2 separate regions of the Columba livia genome follow, and region 2 is linked to region 1. Evidence: chromatin contacts called from public Hi-C data. All regions are on one chromosome and are shown on one strand. Each heading gives the region's core, a stretch centred on a gene start, on an enhancer-like site or on the middle of the called end of the contact. The rest is flanking DNA. Distances are from core to core; before and after follow the strand shown. Region 1 holds the start of MTDH (metadherin). Region 2 overlaps MATN2 (matrilin 2).

Region 1 (5,284 bases), core at 2,477-4,976:
TCTCAAGTTTCTAGGGTATTTTGCAGATTGTACAGAAATCATGTATGAAGAGTTTCACCTTCTTCTGCTGAAAGTTTAAAAAGTACAAGAGAGGCACAGCAGTTATTCAAAATGGAAAGGAATTTAAATTAGAGATCAAGGGATTTTTTGAAAGAAAAAAAAATTTAACAGGGGCCAAAAAATTCTCTGACGGGAGACAAAGAGCTCTGCCCCTGCCAGGAGCTAAAAACCAAACCAACCAAGTAAAAAGAGAGAAAGAGGCTTCAGGTTTACTGCAGAGACTCTAAAGTAGGATACCATGATACCACCTTGCTCCAAGCAGCTGGAAAAAGCCAGAATTGGCTCTGTAAACTAGTGTTAATGAATGCAAAACTATTTCAGCTTAATTTTTTCCCCTCAGTCTGCCCACAGCAAGTAAATAAACAGAATCTCATAGTTGCTACTGTATCCAGTCAACACAGTGCTATTCAACAAAAATTATTTTACTGAAAGTTTCAGTTAAGTTGTACCCTACCTATACAAGAACCAAATAAAACCACATGCAAGAAAAAAGCAATACTATTCTTCAGAAAAGGTACAGCGAAGAACTCTTCTGATCCTGACTGATGAAGAGTTACTCATCACTGCTATACGATGAGCTTGGTAATTCCATATTAAAGTGACCCCACAGCTTTTAATTAGACATCTGTAGTGTGCTCTTTAATGCTACAGACCAGTTGCTCTAAGCTTTCTGAAATGCCCACAGTGGAAATCTAGACCCTGGCATAGCAAACCCTGTAGTAAATCTACCGATAATAGGCTTAGTCTTTTTTCCTTCACAGACCTTAGTATTAACATCACAGCATACAAAAACAGAAGATGGAAATGACTAGGCAGCAGTCAGGAAGATTTTTTTTGTTGCATCTTTAAATTTCCAATGTTATTTTCAGAATTTTTCATGTGAAAGTCAGAAAATATTGTGACATGCTAATACAGGTCTTTATGAACTGATCTTGGAAAGTGAGCATGAGACAGGGCTATTAAACTTTGCCATTGGTATAAACTTATTTGAACTACAGCTAATGATTCAGTTTGTGCATTTTGTTTTTTTGAAGAAGGTGGGTTTTTGTTTGTTTGGTTTTGTTCTTCACCTCTGCATGTAAATAATGAATACCAAGTACTATAAAAATAACTTTAAAAATCTTAAGAATATGGAATGACAACTTGACATACGAAAAACTATTTTATGCTTTTGATTATGAAAATACTTGCTCTTACACAGCCTCAACTTGCATTATTTTGTGTGTGAATAAATGAAACTTGAAACAATACAAGTATTTATATTCACCAATAAGCCAATTAGTTAAGTTTTATATAAAATTAATACAAAGTTTGCTTTTATGGAGCCCTACACTACAGATCACTGCCAAGTTAACAGAGTCTCTACTTCTTCACTTTATCTTCTGTTGAGGCATTTGTTATTGTCTTCAATGATGACTTGCAAGAGTTTACGCTTTGTTTTTATACTGGAGGTTAAGGCAAATAAAACAAGCAAAACCTAAATTATTTCTAGGTTAGTATTTCTTTTCAAGAAGGCATAATAGATCTACTAAATCTTAAAGTATTTGCTGCTCTAGATGACAAAAAAAAAAATTTCATCTTTAACATGCTTTCTCCAAAATGGAGACCTAGCCATACTGGAAAGATTCTAAATGACAACGCTTCCTCTTCTCAGTGCTCAGTGTTCAGCCTCTTGCAACTTCCAGAATCAACTTCAGTAGCTCACTGCTCAAAGGCAGGCTGGTGGCGTATGCACTTTTTTTTTTTTCTTTTAAGATAGTCTAGCCTTAACTTCTCATTAAAGAAAAAAACCAAACTTTTCGAGTCTTAATACTGCCACAGACTCAAACAAAGGTACAATCCCATTTTCTTTTCTTTTTCTGGTCATTAGGTAAACATTTCAGATTTTATAGAGCAAGACATAATTAAAAGACACAGTTCTAAGAGGCAGGGGACATCTGCTGCACTTTCATTCCTATAAGCCATTTGGACATAAATAGGATTACAAACATACTAACAATATAAAAACTATAGAACCAATTTCTTCAAGCCCAAAATTATGATAACTGGAAGTTTAAAAGGGATAGTTGATAATTTCTGCATTCTACTGATTTTCTCATGAAGTGAACACATACTGACAAAGATGGAAGGTTCCCACAGCACATACTGAGGATTAAAAAAACAAACAAACAAAAGAACAGGAACGAACTCTTTTTAAGGGGCTGCTAAGACAGATTTCCTTATTAAAGGAGATGATCCTTACTGTAACAACTAAGTCAGACATATACCTACTGAGGCAAGCTCACCACAAGACTGATGTTAACATCTTCTGTCGAAACGACACTGCAAAAAGCCTTACTCAAGTTTGAATCATCACAGCATTTATGGGCCTTATAATGCTGTTTCAAATAGCCCGTACCTGCCTGACTGCAACTCCTGGCTTGAAAACCCAAGCCATACTAACTAAGGTCTCCACTAGTGGTTCCTAACCTTGTGAGCATTCGATTAATAATAATTTTAAAAAATAGTGCTTTCATATAGCTGTTTACACTCAAAAGCTTATAAAAGGAAACAAGCGTTTTCATCACCCAGGATTATTAACGTATAACGTCCGCGTGTGCACACTGCTCCTCCAGGTTTTCAAAGCAGCCGAGTAGCCCAGATGCCACGAGAGAGCTCCAGACAGCCAGGACCCCATCCCTTCCATAGACACACACCGCCCAGGTGAATCGCACGGCGCAGCTCTATGGCCTCCCGGCCCTGCGAGCGGTCCTCCCCCCTCTCAACGGTGCCTAATCAACCTCCCCGGGCCTTGTCCCCGGTGCCCCCTGCTCGGTAAAACGCTTGCAACGCTTGCCCCCCGAGCAGCGGTCATCGGGGACAAGGCCCGGAGAGAGACGGCCGCGCTGCGGGCCGCTCGCCACACGCGACCTCCCCCCCACCCGCCCCTTTCCGCAGGGGACTCGCCGCGCCCGCCCGGGCGCCGCCGTCCCCATCCCGCCGCTGTCAATGAGCCTTTCCTCCCCACTCCCCCGCCCCGCCGGCGCGGCCCTCGCAGCCCCCTCACCCGCGCCGTTTTCTCCGGAAGCTTCTTCTTGTTTCGCTTCTTCTGCTCGTCGCCTTTCAGGTGTAGTTGCCCGGGGCCCGGGCCCGCCGCCTTACCCTGGCCCCCACCGGCTGTCAGGCCCGCGCTGACCGTCTCATCGCCCTTCCGTTCCGCTGCGCCCCGCGTTGGCTTCTTACGGAGGCCGCCGCCGCAGGCCACGGCCAGCAGCAGCCCCAGCAGCGCCAGCCCCAGCGCGACCGGTACTACCAGGGCGAGCCAGGTGGGCAGGCCCTGCGGGTCGAGGCCCAGCTCGAGGCCCAGCTCGGCACGCAGCAGGCCCAGGCCGCCCGACAGGACGTCCCGCACCCGGGCCGCCGCCTCCTCGGCCTGCTGGGCCGCTGTCTCCTGCCAGCTCCCCGCAGCCATCGCGGCACCCTGCCCCGCAAAGGCCCAGACCGGGCGGGGCGGCGAGAGAGCGCTCAAGCCGAGCGCATCGCGGCCTCGGGAGGACCGCGCTCGCCTGCCCGAGCGGAGCCGCCGCGGGTGTGTGGGTGAGGACGGGACACGAGCGAAGCCTCGGCGGGACGCGGCTCCCTCAGTCCCGGAGGCGCCCGGGTCTCCTCCTCTTCCTCCTCCCCGCCCTCCGCCTCGCGCGCAACGTCACCGCCCCGCCGAGCGCCCGGCGCTGCCGCAACGCGCTGCCATCAGCGCCGCGCGCGGGGCGGAGGGTGACGCCTGACAGGCGGGAGCGGAGCTCCCCGCCCCCTCAGCGGCCGCCGGGCGCCCTCCTCCTGCCCCGCCCCGCCCTACCCAGGGTGGTGCCAGCTGCGGGGCGGTGCGGAGAGCAACCTCGACGTGGCAGCCAGCGAGCGCGGTGGGGGCGGACGGAGGCCGGGGGGCCGCTTGGCACCGCCCGGTGGTGGGGCCGCGTTGCCCCTGCGGCCGGGGCGGGAGACCCCGCGGCGCTTCACACGGGGCCAGGGCGAGCGGCTTTGCTGGGGGCGAGCGGCTTGAGGTGGCCGCCTGTCGGCCTCGGCAGCCGCTCTGGCCGGCCTGGGTCCTCATCCTGTGGGCACCCCCGCAGACACACGTCCCTGCTGCGGTGCGGGCCGCTACCACCCGCCCGGCGCGGTGCTGAGGCGGCGAGTGAGGAACGGCCTCGGTGTGGTGCCTGTGCCACAGCAGGGCCCGCCCAGACCCGCGGTAACGTGGGTCCATTTCCACGGCGACGGTCACTCGTCAGCTCTATTTTAGTTCGCAGTTGCCCCAGAGGGGCGGCGCAGCTCTGGTGCGGTCGCGTTAACTGCCGGTTTGTGGGTGTTGGTGCCACCGGTGCAACTCCAGGAGCAGCCCCGGAGCCACGTCAGGGCGGTCTGGGACTTGCAGGTCGATGTTGTTGGCTGTCGGGCTTCAGAGGCCATGGTGAGGGCCCCTCAGAGGTTGGCTCTTCAGCAGAGAAGGCATTTGAAAAGGTTGCCAAAAGAAGAATCAGTGTACTTTTAGTTACTTCTGAATACACTAGACAAGGTTATGTAACAACAGAGATATTTTCTAAAAGCTGTATTTTCTAACAACATCCACAAACAGGTACTGCTTTGTGAAAAATACAGCTGTGTATATTACAGTGGGAGTTGTTTTGTCAGTAGGAACTCCAAACCCGTGTTCCTTCATGAATGTTAAAAATGAACCCTTAAAAATTTGACCCCAAATGCATGTCTTGATCTTTAAAATATCTGGTCTTACAGCATCCAGCAGTCATGCAGAATTTAGGCTGTCAGAACCTCAGAGCTGGCATTGATGAGTGGCTTTACAAAGACTATAGTCTTATGCAGTGGTGCATTGCTGGAAAGCAATGCTGTGTCCCACTCGTTCCATTTGCAATTCTGCTTACAAAAATGTTCCTCTCTCATAGCCTGCTAGAAAAACATCTGGGTTTAGTGCATTGAAATTTGCACAGGATACTGTCAATTCAAAATGTAAAATAAAATTTGTTTAAACAGCACAGTGATAATTTATGCTGGTTTCATATACTCATAACTTTGCTTTATTTTGTTAATGTGTTTTTCACATACAAGTATTTATATGTTTTTAATGTTCTCATTTTTGTTTAGTAAACTACTCCTAAGTTGCTTTTAAGTCCTAGGTTTTTTTGGGTTTGCTTTTTGTTGGTTTTGTTTTTGTTTTAATACCACCAGGCTG
Region 2 (5,256 bases), core at 1,255-3,754, 180 kb before region 1:
GCCTTATTCCAGAAGAGATTTGGGGGCTGCTGCTTTTCTTGGAAACAGCCCATCAACAGCTGAAACTAGGGATGAGAGGTTTTTGTCAGTGAGCCCATGAGGTTCAGAGGGTCTCCCACTGCCATCACAGGCTGGAGCCTTGGAAGTCCTCAGCTCAGGACCAAGACCCAAGTTAAAATTACTGCTGATACAAAGGCAGGAGAAAATTTAGGCTGGAAACCAAAACAGGAAACAAAAATGAACTTTCAGCTTGTGTAACAGGCTTGGAGGCAGCACTTCTGGTGGAGTGAGTTGATAAGCAATAGGTAGTCCTGGAGTCTCCAGAAAAACAAGGCTGGGTCAGTCCTCAGTGCACAGGTGTGAGGCATTGCATGTCAGTGACAGAGCAGGAGGACAGAAACTGAGAGGCACCAGCTCTGCCCAGTTACTAGAGGTGTAGTCTAGAAACGGCCACAAAGGGGCAGGATTCACTTATTTTTCATATGGTAAGTAATGTAATTTAAAAAAAAGGTAGCTAACCACCGCTGTGGGTACCTGAAGGATGCATTTCCATTGCAGAGCTCTGGGGTTTGCTAATGAGTGACAATTTTTATACTGGTTGCCAGATAGTTTTGGCTTTGGCATCCCCCCAAGTTTTTAAGATAACATGCTGTCATCGGCACATTATCTGCCTAGTAAGATGGTTAATGAACAGACTTGGTTTCATGTTTTCATAGTGTTTTGCATTTCAGAAAGATGGTGCTAGAAGATTCTTAGGACTGAGAGAAACACAAATAAGATAGAATCTAGGTAACATTCTCAGATTCTTCCTTGACATCTGTATGAGGAAGAAATGCACGGCTTCTAGTCAGCCACTTTTACACAGTAATGTTACAGAAGAGAATGATACCTGTTTGCATTTATTTCCAAGAAAAACAGCCAAATAAAATCTAGTGAAAATTAAATCATGTTGCACAATTCTAGTGCTATGACCAATGTTATTCACAGTGATGTTTCTGAATTTTGCTTCAGGTACCAATTTGAATGTACAAATAATACCAAGTCCTGGGAATGTGTGAGTGGGAAAGATGTGCTGTCGTCTGGCTGAGCAGCTTTCTTCCCAGCTCACATTTCCCCCTTCCCCTTGCAAAACTTCAGCTTGGAATGTTTATCTAGAGGCTGTTTGTGCCAGAGTGAGGAAGGGTTCTTTCTAGAACAAACCACCTACATTTGTGCAGCAAAACTTAGAGCTTATGCATAACTGAAATCCAGTCTTTATAAGCTAGGAATCCATGGTCAGTGAACTATTTTTAGTCTTTTATAAGTATCACAACAGCTCCTGATCATTTGGTTGTATGCATTTTGGGGTTTTTACCACTGATATTAACAGCAATTTTTTATTCTCATTAAGACATTACAAATCCCTGATTATTTTCCCACATTCCTAATAAAGTAGATCATGCTTCTTTGGAGGGGTGCGGTTCAGTGCATGCCTGACTTAACTGTAGAAAAAGAAAGGGGAGGGAGTAATTGATTCTTCTGGGCACAGAAGTGTACATTTAATGCCACTGTTAGGAAAATAAAGGAAAAAACAACTATTCTAGATCTTGGTGATAGATTAAGGGTATATATTCCTCATATATTAAAGGGCACAAAAATTACCGTGAGTGACTTACGCCTTGCAATATCTGACACCAATGATCTATAACTTACGCTATGACACTAGTTGTCCTTTTAGGCCTGCGAAAAATCTATAAGCATTCATTCCTCCTTGATCTCAATGAAAATGGAATACTGTTACCTTCACAGATTTGGGCTCTTAGTTCTTCACTTATGTCCTCCATAGCTGTGAAATCCTCAGCATAGAAGAGATGTTTGTATGATGGCTCAGAAGCAATTTCTAGCAGTTCTTCCTCAATTGCTTTTCCTATTCCAACAGCATAGATAATTATACCTAGGTTCAAAAGAAGTTGCACAAAATTAATACATCAGCAGTTCTAAACCCTGTTCCTCTATGAAAGGAAAATATGAGCATTAGTCATTTTAGAGAGAGAGAAAGGGAGAGCACAAGAAATGTATATGCTGTGTGTATTTTAAATTGTGTTCAAGCAGGCTTTAATATGCTTTATTTATTTAGAAGATGTGTAGAAACTCACTGCTTTGTTGTAATTTAACAGCTAGTTTGTAAATTAGAGAGATGACAAGTTGCCTGGCCACTACTGATAGTAAATGAACCCAGGAAGAGTGCTGCAAAACACTTGAGGATCACACAAGTCAGCCTCATGGTTGTACTGAAAGTTCCTGGTTTGTGCATGTCTGTGTACTTAAGGTATGTGCAATAAAGATAATTACTGGATTGATGGGGAGACCCACTATGTATCTGCAAATGTGACAGAACCCTGAAAGATGCCAGTACTTTTTTAGAAAACATATAAATACCTCGTCTTTCATCAGAACCCTCAGGGCACATGGAGACTAGATTCTTATGCTCTGATGGATAATAGTGGGCTGGGTACAAAGAACAGGGGAAAGAAACTATTTGCGAGGCTTGGAGAGAAAGAACCTTACAACAGGGATGCTCAGTATAAGTGTGTCCCCAGCAGAGGTGCTAGGAAGAAAATAAAAGAGGATTCACAGTTTTCTTCACTCTGAAAGCGGAGCAGAAGGAAGCTGTTCACAGCCTGCTCACCACACAGATTTTAAACAAGGAATGAATACAAAACATAGTGATCTTCAATGTCTCCCTTTTCAGCAGTTAATAATGGACTTTTTATTCTTGTGAACATGTGATCTGATAGAACATTTACATCAGTTCTGGTTTAGAAAGTGACCACAACTAGTACTGATTCTGTGATTCATAATACAGCTATTAGCTGGATTATGGTGAGGAGGCTTGATATCTCTTTTTTTTATCAGAGGAAAATAACAGCTACACTTTTGTTGAATTGCAACTTTAAACTTTTTGCTGAAGAATCTTGGGCCTAATAACATCATAAAATATAGATTTTCCAACTCTTTAACATTTAACATAAGCATCTCCTTTTTGTCATGAATCTGCCTTCCACTGCACTTTAGTCAGGAAAGTAAAACATTCACCAGAAATGGATTCAATTTAATGAATGGACCGGTCATGCTGAGGTCTGTTGCTTTTTAAAGACTTGGAGATATCAGTGATAAAGCATTCAAGGCCAATTTCATATTCAGCATTACTACATTGCCTATGCTGCAATTACACAAGGGATGGATTTGGCTTGTAGCATTACAAATATTAGTGTAAGCAGTCTGGAACGGAGGTTTCATTCAGCAAGTAAGCAAGGTTGGCTTGTACTTCTTTCCTTCTCCAGTCCTATAAATGCTCCATGTACTTTCCCACATCTCATTAGTTAGCATACAAATATTTGGATTTGGTTTTGATATTTAAAAAAACCCCACTTTGTTTCTATTTCATTGTACAAGCACCCTTGTTAGCACACGCTCTTCTCATATCCTTGGATGTTTTTCTCCTTACGCAGAGGTATCAGCCCTGACCAGGGCTATACTAATCATGCGTCAAGTCATGATTGTTTTATGGAGACAATAAAACAGATGTGCAGCATCTCCTAAAGTCTGGCTGTTTTCTCTGTGGCGTGGGACATGAGCCACAGTTCTTAAAGCAGTTTCTCAGAAACATTTTGCAAACAAAAAGGGATCCTTTAAAGGCTGGACCTGATGCTCCTTGTGGTCCCTTCCAACCTGGTATTCTATGATTCTTTATTTCCTTTAAAAATTTTCAGATAATGCTGCTGAACAGCTGAAAAATCTCTGCTTTGTAGTACAGATATCCTAGAGGATGGATTTCTGTGCCAGACATACTGTGTTAAAAATCACCAGTTTTTAAATACATTTCAACATGAGCTATCACCTGCCAAGGCACATAGAATGGTAGACGTTGCTACAGCTATATCCTTTTCAAAGGATGACCTTTTGGAACACGATTGGCAGTATAAAATTGGTTAAAAATACAGAATACATGTTAATAAAAATATAACCAATTATTACCACAGTATTTCTCAGGAGGATATATTTCTGTATTTTGAAGAGACATGATTGGGATTTTTTTTGTTGTTGCTTTCTTAGTGTCTTCTTAGATTTTTTTAATGAAGTACCCAGTGTTCCCCAATCTCTGTATGAAATGTGTACCCTTAGTGGATATGTTCAGAGCTCTGCATGGCATGCCAGGCAGGTAGCGCTGCTCCCTGTGGATTGCACGGAGACATTCATCACGGGCCCCGCAACAGGGATGACATGCACACCTTGTAGCAAAGGCTCCTGTGAACACCAAAGATGTGATGTTCTGCTGCCGTGGTCGCTGTACTAGCTGGACTGTTATGGCAAACACTCTCTTCATCAGCACGTACTGTAGCGCATTCATACTACTCCTACATCTTATTTCTAACAATATTTGCCTTTAGAGTGAGTCAAAACCATCTCCACTTACCATTTCGCTTTGCTCTAGCAGCCCACTCAGACACTTCATCTTGGGCTCGTCCGTCTGTAATCACAATGGAGATTCGAGGGACGTTTGCTGAAAATGGTCTCGCTCCTTCTGTTTCAGTGAAGCTTCTCTCAAACATTTGCTTCAGGGCCAGTCCTGTCATGGAACCTCGCCCCATGTATTTCATTTGGGACACAGCTTTCTTCATGTCTTTGGCTGAGCTGAACTGCCTTAACGTAAACTCAGTGCGAACTTCAGTGGAATACTGAAGCAAACCAACTCGAGCAGCTTTGGGTGAAATCTCAAGTGCATCCAAGATTCCCAAGACAAATTGTTTTACAGTTTCAAAATTATCCTCTCCGAGACTTTTTGATCCATCAATCACAAACACCAGGTCAAGTGGGCCTTCAGTGCATGCTGTGAAATGAGCAGAGTGTTCAGATCATGAAAAAACTCCACAAAGCAGAAAAACGGACCTAGATACCCAGGGACTCTATAAACTCAGACATCAGCTGCAGTGCCTTGTTCCCGGCTCAGCCAGCCTTGCCAGTGTGTCTAAAGATGTTGTGTAAAGTCTATATCAAAAGTGAAGAGTGTGCCTATGGCTAAGAGTTTAACAAAAATATAACCATAGTGAACACTTACTGAGACATACTGCTTTGTAGAATACTAGAACTCTTAAAAATACACCAGCAATCAGTAAATTTTAAGAATGACTGTTAAGTAGAGAGAACTGTGTAACTGAATAACATCGCTAGGATATTGAGACAGAATTGCCATTGTTTTCTTCCAGGGATGATAGG

The links. Hi-C and Micro-C count contacts between places; a contact is called where the count stands out from the background.
Region 2: a Hi-C map of liver shows a contact between it and region 1, with 5 times the contacts expected there. The contact joins the enhancer-like site here to the promoter of MTDH in region 1. A contact is called at or near these places in 2 of 2 Hi-C or Micro-C datasets (crop and liver).

Annotation. Positions count from the first base shown.
Region 1 is chr2:138,848,913-138,854,196 of bColLiv1.pat.W.v2, reverse strand. It overlaps MTDH (metadherin), which reads right to left and starts at 3,726. Exons shown (of 13, transcript XM_065054060.1): 1 at 3,107-3,726. The coding sequence starts at 3,511.
Region 2 is chr2:139,031,724-139,036,979 of bColLiv1.pat.W.v2, reverse strand. It overlaps MATN2 (matrilin 2), which reads right to left. Exons shown (of 27, transcript XM_065054062.1): 22 at 4,457-4,870; 23 at 1,781-1,933. Among named protein-coding and RNA genes, the nearest start is that of RPL30, 14 kb to the left of the region's middle. Within about 2 kb of position 2,504, at least 1 of the 3 cell types and tissues checked has an H3K27ac peak away from gene starts, as active enhancers do.